2 separate regions of the Sus scrofa genome follow, and region 1 is linked to region 2. A link is a contact called in public Hi-C data. All regions are on one chromosome and are shown on one strand. The core of a region is the stretch at or near the end of the contact, and the rest is flanking DNA. Distances in the headings are between cores, read along the strand shown. Region 1 has its middle 18 kb from the start of FOXP4. Region 2 has its middle 82 kb from the start of NCR2.

The links. Hi-C and Micro-C count contacts between places; a contact is called where the count stands out from the background.
Region 1: a contact with region 2 is called in a Hi-C map of alveolar macrophages, with 2.1 times the contacts expected there. The contact joins two enhancer-like sites. A contact is called at or near these places in 1 of 5 promoter capture datasets (fetal skeletal muscle), 8 of 47 Hi-C or Micro-C datasets (alveolar macrophages, embryonic fibroblasts, epiblast stem cells and 5 more) and 2 of 2 datasets of contacts at active chromatin or transcription factors (alveolar macrophages and skeletal muscle).

What each region holds. Positions count from the first base shown.
Region 1 is chr7:36,741,169-36,744,667 of Sscrofa11.1, forward strand. No RefSeq gene overlaps it. Among named protein-coding and RNA genes, the nearest start is that of FOXP4, 18 kb to the right of the region's middle. Within about 2 kb of position 1,328, at least 59 of the 83 cell types and tissues checked have an H3K27ac peak or open chromatin away from gene starts, as enhancers often do. A contact at or near this core is called in alveolar macrophages, retroperitoneal adipose tissue, skeletal muscle and 1 more, where this site is marked.
Region 2 is chr7:36,626,416-36,629,846 of Sscrofa11.1, forward strand. No RefSeq gene overlaps it. Among named protein-coding and RNA genes, the nearest start is that of NCR2, 82 kb to the left of the region's middle. Within about 2 kb of position 1,311, at least 38 of the 83 cell types and tissues checked have an H3K27ac peak or open chromatin away from gene starts, as enhancers often do. A contact at or near this core is called in alveolar macrophages, retroperitoneal adipose tissue, skeletal muscle and 1 more, where this site is marked.

The DNA.
Region 1 (3,499 bases), core at 78-2,577, 110 kb after region 2:
TCTGATTCCTGAAGCACCCCCAGCTCACGTGCCACAGAAGCATCCTGTCTGCCATCTCCACCTGCCTCTGGCGATTTGGGTCCGGAGAGCCTCTGGAGTCAATGTCTTCCCGCCCTCCTCTCATAGCTGGGTCCTGCCCTGATCATGGGCAGTCCTTGACAACCCCCGAGGTGCTCCTCATCTCTCCCCACCGCAACACACAGAGCCAGACCAGAGACGTTTGCGGGATGGAAGGCAGAGGGAGGATTTTATTCAGGTTTCCACGGGTCTCTGAGTGGGGCGCCGGCTGGTAGCACAGCCCTCCCCCTCGGATCTGGGGCCTTTCCTCATCCGGACTTCCCCCTCCCAGGCCAGATGCACATCTTTGCCACCGCCGCCGCAATCCCTCCGGTCCCTCCCCCCACTGTCCCCCGCCCTCAGGCAAAAGATGTTGAGTTTTGTTTACAATCTAATTTGTCCGGATAATTGCTTCTACTTTGCACTTCGCTTTGCCCGCGTGGATCCGGCTTTGGGCCTTTTTTTTTTTTTTTTTCCCCACTGGTTCGAAGAGCATTTTATGGGAAATTCCCCTTCCGGAGAGGGAGGCGGCGGCGCACCCGGGGTGACCGTTCACAAAGCCCAGAAGGAACCTCCCCACCTCCCCCACCCGGGGTTCAAAAGCCCACCCCCAGCCCCACGCAGTGGGGCACCGGAGGGAGAGGAGGAAGGACGGCGGCTCCGGGCTCTGGTCCCCGTCCCCCCACCCATAGCCACTCCCCGCGCCTGGCGCAGCCCGCCGGGAACCAATGAACCGTGTGGGAGCAGGGCTTGGCCGTACCTCCAGACTCCAGAGAAAGGCTGGGGTTTGCAAAACGCGCCCTGGGCTTCACCAGGTTAGGGTGAATCCCTGGAATCTCTCCGCCTCCCCCCCTTTCACAGGTCCGCAACCCTGCGTCTTCTCCCCAGATCCCCACTCTTCTTTCCCTAAAGTTTGGTCCACGTGGTCTCCTCTCGGTCAGGGCTGGGCGCCCGACAGGGAAAAAGTTGCTGCACCTGCTTTAGGCGAATTATGGTAGCGCTAGAAGTTGGTCTCCCCTCCCTCCGCCGCTCGCTCGCTCTCTCCTCCCTCCCTCTCCGCGCGCTCCCTCCTTCCCCTTCTCTCCTCCTCCCCCGCCCTCTCCCGCCCCGCCCGCGCGTCGCCCGCTCGCAGCCACTCGCTGCCCGGGCTCAGTCGCAGCCCCTCGGAGTCCGGAGCCGGCCGCCCCTGAGGACCGGACGGTGCGGCCGGCGGCCGGGACGGAGCCCCCAGCCCGCGAGGAGGGTGCGGCGCAGGCGGCGGCGGCGCCGCGGGGAGGAGCCCGGGCCGGAACCAGGGCTGGGCCGGGGGCGGGGACGCCGGGGTCCCGGAGCTCGGGCGCCGGAGCGAGCGAACTAGCGTCGCGGGAGGATCGGGAAGAAGGAGCACAGCCGGAGCGAGCTGAGCTGCCCCCAAAGTGCGATGCCCCGGCGGGGCTAGGGCGCGCGGCGGCCGGCCGGCGCGGCGCGGAGGGAGGACGCCCCGGAGCTGCGCGGCGCCGGGCGGCGCGGAGGGGCAGCCCCAGCGGGCGGCGGCGGCGGGCCCGGGCGGCGACCCGAGCGAGCCCCATGCCCCGCGCGGGCTGACGGGCCGGAGCCCGCACGGAGCGGCCGGGCCGGACAGGTAGGTGGCGGGCCGGAGCCCTGGGGACGCGGGTGGGGGCTGGGCCGGCGACCAGACCAACTCCCTCGCTCGCGCACTCTCTCGCCCGCTCACTGGCTCACTTTGTGTTTGCAAACTGCCCGCCGGAGAAGCGCCGGGCGCCGGGAGGAGCCGGGCCCAGGCCGGCGCACTTTGTTCCAGCCGGGGCCGGCTGCAGCGCCCTGACCCGGCGCAGCCGCGACACCTCGCCCCTGGCCCCGGGCCCCCGAGGCCCGGAGCTGCCTGGGGAACAGGTGGGGGTTACGGCGCGGCGGCGCGCGGCGGCGGCCGGGGGGGGGGCAGTTGAGGTCGGCGGGGGTGGGGGGGCTGGAAAAGCTACTGAGGCCCGCCCTCCCCCCAAGAATCTGGGCCCCGCCCCCTCCTGGCCTGCCCGCGGGGAATGGGGTGTTTGGGGGCGCGACACCAGCCCCCAGGCCCCGAGTCAGACAAAGAGTACTTCCCGGTCCGGACTTTCCTGAGCCGGGGAGGGAAGCGGTGAAGTGGGCTCCCCCAAACCCAGTCTGTCTAGGACTCCCCAAGACGCGCCGGAGGCAGATGGGGCGGGGGGGTGGGGGACCGCGCTGCTACCCGCCGCGTCGCCTTGGATGGGGAGGGCACTCGTTTTGCTGCGGTCTCATCCCGCAGGTTCGGGGCCAGTCAGCGCCTTTCCCCCATCACTCGGTCAGCTCGGAGATAGAGGGAAAACTTCTTGAGGACTTGAAAGCGTTTGGAAACGGCCCCTTGTGATTTCGTGCTGGAGGGTGGGGGCTGACCCGGCGGATATCCTTATTCACCCCGTTTGGGGAGAGCCTTGCCTCACCGCGTAGCGGGTAAAGAGAGGGCGGCAGCAGGGCTCGGAGGCCGCCTGGGAAGAGTGTCTCTGAGCGACCAAGCAGGACGCCCCCTCAGACTGCTGACTGTGGCATCTCCCCTGGACTGACCCCCCAGACACCTCTCTTTGACCGGTGGTCACCCCTTTGGCGCCCCAGCCTCGCGCTCCCCATCAACGCCAAACTAACTCGAGCTGAGCCCGGCTACAGCCCGAGGCACTAGAATGCGGGACGCCCTGAGCGACCTGGGATCCCGGCCTCCCGGGCAAAGGACCGTGTGATTTCGCGGGAGGCGGATTCTGAGTTAGAGGCCCTAACGTCTGTGGATTCCTTCTCCCCAAGTGGGGCGACCTTCTGGACCCATCGGCATCCCACTCGGACTCTGTAGTTGGGGGAAAGAGGATAGGGGAACGCAGAAACCCTGAGCCCAGAGAACACCCGGCTTGTCCCTTTGCACTGCCGGCCTCTCTTGCCAACCCTGCCTGGCCTTTTACGCTTCACTCCAGCGCCTGGGGTTTAAGGCGTCTGGAGATCACCGCGTGTCTGGGATCCCAGCACCAATTTCCCTGCTGGTTGACCTCCGAGGGGTCCACCAGGTGGGATGGCCCGAGGAGGAAACCCGAGTCTAAAACTATCATCCCAGTGGTTGCTGCGAAAGCCCAGGAACATTTTGGCCAAAGCGGGTTTTTCACTTGAACTTTAGTATCTTTATCTGGTTTTAAAGCATGGGCCTGGATGGTCCCAGCGTGAACTATGTCGGGTCTGGGATTGAGGCAACCGGAGTGCAGTTTGAAAGGCAGCTAGGATTGCAGCTGGGAGCTCGGCTGGGTGCCCCCTTCTCCCACCCAGAAAGAAGTGGGATCATCTCTACCTTGGGAGGGTCTGACTGGTTAGTTCCACGCTGGGTAATGGAGACAGACCTCCACTGGCAAACCCAGAAGCTTGAACCTAAGAAGCTCGCTTTCCGACGGGT
Region 2 (3,431 bases), core at 61-2,560:
ACCTCTTAGTTCAGCCTCCCTGGGGCCAGCAGGAGGGATGGAGGCAGGGCGGGGTGGGGGAGGGAGGCTGGCGGAGATGGGGAGCGAAAGCAGAAATACGTTTTCTTCCGTCTGCACAGGCTGCGGCGCCCTCTCTCACTCGTAGGGGTCCCACCCCGGGCCCCCAGACCTCCGGGGCTCAGCCAGTCCCTTGGATTCAGAATTCAGGAATCACGCTAGTCCACCCCCATTGATTTAAGAAACCTGGGGAAGGGTAACTCGTCCGAGGTCCTACAGTGAGTCTGAAGTGGTGCCAGGCTGCCAGTCTCTGGGGTTCCCCCATTCCTTGTCCACCAAATGAGCTCCTGATCCGGGCAGTGCCAGGACAGCCCACAGACCTGAGTTCTCAGCGGAACCCCAACGTTCAGCAGTGTCCTGACTGTAGGCTGGACCCTTCACCTCTGCGTGCCTCTGCTTCTGGGTCTGTACTAAAGAGAGTCATCACTCGTACCTCGCCTTCCTTGACTTGTTGAGGGACAAATAATTGTTTAAAAATACCAGCTGTCAATTGCCAAGTGAGGCTGGTACAGTCCCGGGTGCCTCGACAGGGCCTACTGTTCTCCGGCTTTGTACACCCCGCCGCCGGTCTAGCCGGTGAGGGTGGGGGCTAGAGGGAGGGGTGGGGAGAGGCCAGAACCCAGCCCTCAGGCTAGAAAGGAGCCCCCCCACTCCCCAAGCCACAGCCCCCGCGGCTGGCCCAGGGGTCAGTGCTGGGGGCACTGGGGGAGGGGAAACTAGGGGCGGGGGAGGGGGGAGCGGAAGTCCCCGCTCGAAGGCCCCATTCCCCTTCCCCCCGGCCGGCCCCGGGGCAGGTGAAGAGGGGACCGGGCTCCGCTCCAGGTGGCGGGGCAGCGGCGGGGGTGGGGAAAGGCAACAATAGCACTTTTATTTGGGACTGTTTGGTTCTGAGCGGGTGGGCGGAGGAGGAGGCGGCCGACGGGGCTGCGGGGGGAGAGGGGTGGTGAGCGGCATCTGGCGACACACCTGCTCCTGCTTAACCCTGTGCGTGCTGGGGCCGGGCGCTCGGCGAGGGAAGGCGGGCGGGCGGCAAGGACGAGCCCCCGGCGGGGAGTGCGCGGCTGCCTGGAAGGTCAGCCTCTCAGGGTCCCGGGCCAGGCCCAGCGGGAATGGGGACCCCTGGTGGGGCTGCGGGGAGATCCCCGTCCCTCGGGCTGGGCCCTCGACCCGCCTTGGCCTCTAGCGGCAGCCCCGCCGCTCCGGCGTCGGCCTCCAGCGCGCCAGCGCGGCTCGGGCGGGATTGGGAAGGCGAGGGCTGGCTCCAGGGCCTCGGCGCGGATTCCCCGCCGCCCTCGGGCCGTTCCGGGAAGCCGGCCTTCCGGAGGCGGCGCGGCGGCCACGGCCATGCCAAGGGCGCGGGGCGCGGGCCAGGCCCAGCGGGCGGGCGCCGGGCGGGGGAGCATCGGGCTGGGCGCGCCCTTTCGCGCTAAACACTTCCAGGCGCGGCGCTGCAGGTGAGCCGGGCGCCGGGCGCTCGCCACCCCGCCTGGGCCTCGCGGAAGCTCCCCACCCGCCCAAGCCCCGGCCGTCAAGCCCCGCGCTGCACCTGCCCGCGCGGGACCCCGGCCCGCCGGCGTACCCCCTTCCCACCTCCCAGCCCCGGGCTGGCGCGCTCGCCCGCCGCACAATCAGAGCTTGTTTGTGGGCGGAGGAGCCGCGCCGGGTGCGGCGGCCCCGCGCCAGCCCACTGATCCCATAAAATATTATTTGTGTTTAAAAATTCCAGTAATTGGCTATGCAGCCGCTTTTTCCGAGCCCTGTGCCAAGCTCAGTAAAATCGCAGTCCGGCTGGGGTTATTTTCATCATGCAAATTCCCATTTCTGTAAACAGGGTTAAAGCCCCTGGAAGAGGCCAGGCTGGAACCAGAGAAGAAAAGCAGAGGGTTGTGTTCTCTGGGAGTTGGTCAAACTAGGTCTCCATTCCTGCGGTGACCTGGGTAATTGGGGAGAGTTATTCAGATCTCAGTGGCTTTGCCTGGAGTACCAGTGACTGGACACTATTGGACAAAACCCCTGGTTTTCTTAACTTCCTTTTCCCTTTTCTCCTCTGAATCACTTACATCAAGTCATGGAATCATTCTTTTTTTCTTCTTCTTCTGTTTGATCGCAGGAGCAAACAGGCTCAGAGAGGGGAAGGGACTTGCCCAACGTCACAAAGCAAGTTTGTGCAAGAGCCCAGGCTAGCACACAGCTTGTCTGAGTGCCCAGCCACCAGGACCCCTGAGGGCTGGGAAGAGGAGGAGGCTGGTGCAGGTGCCAGTGCGGCCAGCACAGAGAGCCCCGGGGGCCTGGCTCCAGGATGCTGACTCTGGGTACAATAACTGGGGGAAGACTCCCTCCCTCTCCAAACACACACACTTCCCGTCCCTCAGGAGCTGGGAGCTGCTGGGAAGCTGGGAGCCCCAAGGAGAGCAGGAGGGGGATGGGGAGGGAGTCCCTGCCAGGGCCTTGGAAACCTCAGTAATGGACAGGGAAGCCTCTGCCTGGCCCCACCCACTGAGGACTGCTGTCTGAACTACACACGTGGGAAGAACAGATTTCTTAAACAGGTCCTGAAAGGGAGCCCAGATTCTGAAGGTGGAAGAATTGGGGCTCCGCAAAGAGTAAATAATAGCATGTTCTTGGTAGTATTGAATTATAATATATAATACATTATTGCTGTATTGTATTGATACTTACTGTGTGCCAGGCGGCACAATGTGTGTTGTTTAATCCCTACAAGTCTCGGAAATGAGTATTCATACCATACCCACTTTCCAGATGAAGATACTGAGGCTCTGAAAGGTGAAGTCGCTCAAGGTTGTCCATAAGGAGAGTCCTTTTACTGGGGATGTTTGTGAATGGTGGATCTCTGGGTTTTCTTCTTTCCTTCCCCAACCCCAGGTTTTCATACCAGCCCAGCCTCCTCCTGCCTCCTTTCATTTGCCCCTGCAGGACTTTGTGCAGCTGCTGCTTTATCCCCCCCTTACCCTGGAAGTTCCTCCTCTTGCCTGTCCTCAGTCTTCCCCATCGCCTCCCTTTCTTCAAGCCCTAGGCACCCCCAGCCCCTGAGGCTGAGGAATAGGTGCAAAAATAAACTAGGTGATGCTGCATTTAGACCAGCAATTCAGGCAGGTAATGGGAACCAGGTTATGTAGCTTTTTGAATAATGGCAACAAAACTTTTCCCAAGAAAACTCATTGTGTGCTTTAGGCGTGCCTCCCATACATATCCAAACACACACACACACACACACATATACACACACACACACACACACACACACATATACACACACACACACCAACACCAAAAACATGAGTCTCAGTTGTGGTTCAAAAGGAGGAAAATATTTCTGGTGATTCAGGATTACTTTCCAACAGAATAGGCAGCCT